Linked DNA regions of Anas platyrhynchos: region 1 is linked to region 2. The links are chromatin contacts, called in public Hi-C maps. All regions are on one chromosome and are shown on one strand. Each heading gives the region's core, a stretch centred on a gene start, on an enhancer-like site or on the middle of the called end of the contact. The rest is flanking DNA. Distances are from core to core; before and after follow the strand shown.

Region 1 (3,182 bases), core at 292-2,791, 36 kb after region 2:
AAAAAAAAAAAAAAGGTAGATTTAGGCATCAATCCAAGAAGGAATATCAGCTTCCCTTCTCAAAGTTTTGCCCTCCTTTTACCTGTATTTGCTCTTGATGTCGATAATAAATACGATCAGATCTATCCTGGGCCGAAGGTGGTCCCTCTCTGCAGGTAAGGGGAGGGATGCTGCCAGGTGGCTGAAAGATAATGAGATTTGCCAGGTTAAACAAATAGCTTGGCAAGGGAGCATCCACATAACCACAACCACACTGCCACTGCTGTTCGCTATATAGCATAGCTGGCTTCCTGCTAACTTGACGTTCTTAGGCACCAAGGAGACACGGAGATTCTTTAAGTTAGATTCTCACCTCTTAAGCCTATTCATAGCTGCTGGCAGCTGCGGACTTGCTAATCTCAGATATTTATAATGAGAGGCTTAATAGAGTGTAACAAAACCCAGAAAAAGCTCTCCCCACAGAGGCAGATGATTGTCAGCGTATTTCCTTGTCACCAGGCCTTTCTAACAAAGTGAGCCCCAGTGCTTTACCTCTGCCTCTTGCTAGACAGTTTCAGTTAAAGTGTGTCAACGCCTGCACGTGCACTGCCAGTTGAGGTGCCCTCCTACACAGCAATGCCACCGCCATGCAACTGTGGGAAGAATTATGGAGTTTGATGTCTCTTCCACTGGGGTGGGGCGGAAAAAAATGCAGCTGTAGTGTGTGTCTGGGCTTTCCACGGGGAAGAATATTGTCAATACCACGTTTTTCAAAGATCACCCACAACATAGATGAGAAGAACAAAAATCCCAGAATTTCAGTCTCTCTCCCAACCCGCTCTGTCTCTGGAAGCCAGAAGGGATGCACTACTTTGGGGCTCCTTAATCTTACGGACTTTGGCTTTCCCCAGTGGCTTGCAGCTCGGTCTGCCGGTCTGCGAATAGAGGTGCTGTGTTTCGGGTGAAAGCATTGGGCACTCACATGCTGATCTTGAACTCCTTGGGCTCCCTCAGGACGGCCTCCGCCAGCCGCTGCTGCGCGCTCCCGTCCGCGCCCACCAGCTGCGGGCGGCAGGGGGCGCGCTCAGGGCCGGCCCCGCCCCGCGCCCGGCCCCCGGGGGCGGGGCCTCATTTGCATACGGCTGCGACGCGGCCTATCACGGCCCGGGGGGCGTGGCCAGTGGGGGAGGTGGGCGGGGCCAAGGGGAGGTGGGCGGGGCCAAGGGGAGGTGGGCGGGGCCAGCGCGACCGTTGGCGCTGTGGTGATGGGGGGGGGGGGGCAGGGAGGGGGGGGGGTGGCGGGGATGGGGTCGGGGCTGGGATTGGGATCGGGATTGGGGTTGGGATTGGGATTAGGATTAGGGTTGGGATTGGGGTTGGGGTTGGGGTTGGGGTTGGGATTGGGGCAGCCCTACCAGCAGCGCGGCGGAGTTGACGGCCGGCAGCTTGTCGAAGGGCCGCAGCGCCTCCATCCCGCGCCGCCGTTCGAAACGGGCCGCGAGGCTCCGCCCCCGCCGTGACGTCACACGAGGGGCGTGGCTTCGGGAGGGGGCGTGGCTTCGGGGGGGGCGTGGCCTGGGCGGGCGCGCACGTGGGGGGGGGCTGGGGGCTGGGCAGGGGGGGGCCGGGCAGTGTTTGGGTGACGTTTTGGGGTCAAATTCGAAGATTTCCTTGGGTACGCGGTAAATAAAAGGATAAATAGATAAATAAATGGATAGATGGAAAAGTCAATGGATAAATAAATAAATGGATAAATAAACGGATAAATGGAAAAATCAATAGCTAAATAAATAAATGGATAAATAAACGGATAAATAAACGGATAAATAGATAACTACGTGGATAAATAGATAAATAAATAGATAAATAAAAAAACAGGTAAATAAATAAATCAATAGCCTAAGGACGGCTGCTGCTGCTCCCCCAGCCCGGCGGTCCCTCCCCCGGCAGGGGAGGTTTTCGGGGGGGGGTCCCCCCGTCCCCGCGCTGGGGGCAGCCCCCGGAGCCCCGGGGGGGGCAGCGGCCGCCGTTATCCCCGCCTCCCGCCGCCTCCCGGAGCGGCGCCGCTCGGCACCGGCACCGGCAGCGGCAGCGGGGGCGGCGGATGCCGGGGGGAGCGGCCGCAGCCCGAGGAAGGAGGTAGGGGGGTGGCCGGGGCGGGGGGCGGCGGGCCGGGGGCTGTTTGGCCCCAAATTGCCCCCAGCAGGGCAGGGGGGGGGGGTAAAGAGGGGCTGAGGGTGAGCGGCCCCGCGGGGGTTAACGCGGCTTTGGTATCTGCAGCGGTATCGGCTGCGGGAAGGTGACATCTTCCCCCGCGGAGCTCCTTCTTTTAGGCTTTTGGGGTCAAAATCTGCTCATCCCCTCCCCGTGCCCCCACCCCGACACCCTTATGGGGCGCGGGGCAGTGGGGCTGGGAGGATGGAGCGGGGGCTCCGTGGGGCTGCTTGGCACTGCGGCGCATTTCGGATGACAGCTGCCTGAAAAGCGGAGATTTGGGAGGGGAAGGAGCCTCCTGGCTTTTGTGCTGTCACCCGCTGCATCTCGGGGGGTCCAAGCCGCGGTTTCCTCCCCAGGCTGCTGCGTTAAGGAGCCAAAACCCACCGAGGTCTCCCCTGTCGGGCAGGGCAGACACACAGCCAGCATCTGTGCCAATAAGTGGGAGGAAATCTAATTTATTTTTTTCCTCTGATGCCGGCAGATTCTTGCTTATGTTAGCAAGAAGCACGGCTCATTTCAGATTTAACCCCCCCCAAAAAATAAATGCTATTCAGGGGGCAGGAATAAAATCGGCTTCGTTCTCGCGCTTGCTGCTGGCGGTCTTTGTGCAGGCAGGGACGGAGGCTCAGCCGCAGCGGGCATGCAGCAGGCAAACGCTGCTGGGCACGTTGCAAGCGATTGATCGCTGTGGTGTAAACAACAAAAAAATAAAAAAATAAATTAAAAAAAAAAGCCCGGCAAGCTCTGAATGAAATTAGTTACAGTGGCACCGAATTAAGTGTGGGGAGGCTGGGCGCTGCGCCCACTGCTCGTGGCAGAGCCTGGCGGAGCTGCTTTTTGGGCGCTAGGCGAGCTTTCTCCTCTTTTCTGCAGCAGCCATGCCCCACTTCCTGGACTGGTTCGTGCCCGTGTACCTGATGATCTCCATCCTCATCCTGGTGGGCTTTGGGGCCTGCATTTACTACTTCGAGCCCGGACTGCAGGAA
Region 2 (3,203 bases), core at 24-2,523:
ACAGTTGTTTTTGCTGCTTCCTTGGCAAACTAATTTGTAATTTTAATAGGCTACAAGCCCATCAGAAATCCAGGTTAAACTTCCTACTCTTGCTGTGTGAACTGTAGTTATGCCACCATGGACAACAATAAAATGCTCTTGTATTTAAGAGTGTCTGTGTAGATATCTGTAGAGGTGTGGACTGCAAAGGAGTTTGGTTCTGTCATGGTGATAAATATAGTGAGATAAAACTTATGGACGTTTTCTGGGGGGAGTAGTTTTTGCTATGGAGGGCATCTTGCAGAAGCACAGCTGTAAATGTCACCCTTAATATCTGTGGAGGGAAGATTTGGTTATAGCTCCTCTGTTGTGGGAAAGCAGACTAGGTGTGGGGCTTGGGGTATCAGCTGGTTCTTATTTGTCTGCCTGGGACAGTGCCCCTACAAACTGCATTGTTATCAAGTAGCTGGTGCTAGCGTGCCTTGGGTTAACCATTCTCCTGTCTCTTCTGGTGCAGGTAAACTTCCCTCCAGCTCCGCTTACTCTGGCTTGCACATGGCCCTGTGCGCCGTGAATCTGGCCGAGTGTGCGGAAGAAAAGATCCCCCCCAGCACCATGGCCGAAATCCACCTGACGGCCGCTGTTGGCTTGAAGACCCGCTGCGGGGGCAAGCTGGGCTTCCTGGCGGTGAGTGAGGGAGTCCTCTGCACCTCCAGGCAGAGCTCTGGGAAGGGCTGCGAGCAGGCACAGCGCCTCTGTTAGCGCTGCTGTTCTGCAGCCTGCAGCCCTGGTCCCTGGTGGTGTGCCTTTCCCTGGGTGCTGTTCTCAGCCCTCGTCTCTCCTTTCCCTAGAGCTACTTCCTGAGCCAGGCTCAGAGCCTTTGCAGCTCGGAGCGCAGCGCCATCCCCGACTCGCTGCGCTGGCTGTGCCACCCCCTGGGACAGAAGTTTTTTGTGGAGCGGAGCTGGACGGTAAAGTCTGCTGCCAAGGAGAGCCTGTACTGCACCCAGAGGAACCCTGGTGAGAGCCGCTCGTGCTCTGGCTGTGTGACCTCCCTGTGCTGTGTTTGTCCTGATAATTAGTAAATCTGATGGCTCATAGTTAGTAAAACCTGTTGTTAAAAAGGCCTTCAAAACTCAGTCTTCGTAAGTCTTTGCAGTAATTCCCTCAGGAATTTCCCTCTACCGCTCTTCCTCTTGCTCCTAAAATGGGATTCTTCGTTACAGCTGCCCTTGTCTCTATCAGGAGGCGTGGCTGCCACTGCAGATAAGAAAAAGTTTGTTTTCTTTCTCTGTAGCGGATCCCATTGCACAAGTTCATCAGGCGTTCTGTGAGAACCTGCTGGAGAGAGCTGTGGATTCACTTGTGAAACCTCAGACTAGGAAAGAGGTGGTGGGACAAGAGGAGGAGGAACAGTGGTAAGTTCCTGTGCTGGGGACTGCTTGGGGCAGCTGTAGACTCTGAAAACTGAGCGGATAATCGTGAACTGAGTGCTCTGTGGCCAGCGGAGTGGTTAGTCTTTAACCAGGGCTTGACACGGCGAGCTGAACCTGACCACCACAGCTTATCAGCAGGGTGAGCTCTGCCTCTTCGTATGAAAACCCCTGCACTCACAGGTGCAGTTCTGACTCGTTACCAGCTGTAACGGGGATTTCTGCTGCTGTCCTGATCGATTCTTGAACTGGGTGGCACTTTCTCTGCCGAGAGCACAATGTTCAGAAACGCTAAAATTAGCATGGCCCTATCGCTTCGGTTGACCAGAGCATGTGTCCAAGGCTGTAGGAGCATAAAGGCTTGGCATGTTAGAGAGTGACCCAGCTGGCTCCCCGCGTTACGCATGAGAAGTATTTTCGTAACTGAACAAAGTGCTGTGTTTACCAGCAGTGAAAAATCAGACTAACCTCCGGCAGGAGTGGGAGAGCAGATGCTGGCTGAAATTGTCGGTGGCTTCTGCCAAGTGATCTCGCCCGATGAAAAATGAAAATTTGTGGGGATCGGAGCAGCTTTTTGTGCTGCGCCATGTCTCCCAAAAGAGCCGGGGTAAATGCCTTAGGTGGGAAGGTGACTTATTTTCTCTGGATGTGTAAGAGAGAACTGTGTACATTTAGCTTTATTTTCAATCTTGCATCTGTTTTCTAGCGTAGTTGCAGACAGGGAGCAGCAGTTCAGTCTAATTGCTTGCACAGTACAATTGCTTGTGGTCACATGCTGCTGGTGGTGAGAAAAGGTAGGAGGACTCGTATGATTGACGTGGGTTGTCAGTGTGCTTGTGGAAGTCCCGTCCTGTCCCTGGGAGGACTGTCTGTACCTAACACAGCCAGCCGTTTTTCTCCCTCTAGGGGCAGGAGCTCAGGATCCTCCTCTGTAGCATGTCCAAGGAAATCAGATCATTGCCACATACTCCAGTTTCTCTGACCAGCACTGTGAATGCATTGTCACTTGCATTCAGATACATTTGCATATATGCAAATAGTCACTAGCAGGAGCGTCGTTCGGCCTCTTCTGGAGGCAGTGATTGAAAGGGAGCCCGTAATCAACTCCTAACATATGTCATGTCCGTCAGCAGATACAAGGCACTGGAGGGGATGCTGGCAGCTTCTGTTCAGTGCTTGTGGAACGTGGGGTGCTGACTAAGTGCTAACGTGGATCATCTTTCACTTGAAAAGTCTATTACGGCCTTTAATCCTCTTGGTGCACTCAGACTAGTCCCTCCCTTGATAGTGGTGCCCCCTTTTTCAAGGACTTAGGGACGGGGGAGCAGGCTGTGCCCTGACTAGGGAGGGTAAGTCCAGAGTGGCAGCAGCTCTGGAGCAGCGGTGAGATGCCTGCAGGCACACCAGGATGATCTGCTGGTGGTGCTCCTTGAACTGGTCTGTGCACTTCCACTCTGGGAGGTCTCTTCATGTCCAACAGCGTTGTGTTACCTGTAGAGCTTGAAATTTCTGCCTCCACCTGCTGGCTTGTTGGGCCAGGCTTATTTAAAAGCTCATCGACTGCTCAGAAACAGCTTCAGGCTTTGGTGTGTCCTTCCTGATGTGACAGCGAAGCTCTGCCTTGCTTCTTGTTCCAGTGAGTTCTCCAGCGCGATGGAGTACCTGAAGTTGCTCAACTCTTTCCTGGACTCGATGGGAAGTGGAGCACCGCCCTTTGCCAGCAACTCTGTGCTCAAGTCAGCCCTGGGTAAGTCTGCCCAAATGGAAGCTCTGCCAGCTGCAGGAACTACT

What was found. A called contact is a pair of places that touch in the nucleus more often than the background predicts.
Region 1: a contact with region 2 is called in a Hi-C map of liver, with 2.6 times the contacts expected there. The contact joins the promoter of CENPM here to the enhancer-like site in region 2. A contact is called at or near these places in 2 of 8 Hi-C or Micro-C datasets (liver and skeletal muscle).

The regions. Positions count from the first base shown.
Region 1 is chr1:42,794,669-42,797,850 of IASCAAS_PekinDuck_T2T, forward strand. CENPM (centromere protein M) reads right to left here and starts at 1,542. Exons shown (of 6, transcript XM_038168304.2): 1 at 1,395-1,542; 2 at 962-1,041; 3 at 83-181. The coding sequence starts at 1,451. It overlaps SMIM45 (small integral membrane protein 45), which reads left to right and starts at 2,002. Exons shown (of 2, transcript XM_072035661.1): 1 at 2,002-2,118; 2 at 3,073-3,182. The coding sequence starts at 3,075.
Region 2 is chr1:42,759,163-42,762,365 of IASCAAS_PekinDuck_T2T, forward strand. It overlaps SREBF2 (sterol regulatory element binding transcription factor 2), which reads left to right. Exons shown (of 19, transcript XM_027453917.3): 11 at 497-666; 12 at 831-999; 13 at 1,277-1,397; 14 at 3,050-3,159. Among named protein-coding and RNA genes, the nearest start is that of SREBF2, 11 kb to the left of the region's middle. Within about 2 kb of position 1,274, at least 3 of the 8 cell types and tissues checked have an H3K27ac peak or open chromatin away from gene starts, as enhancers often do.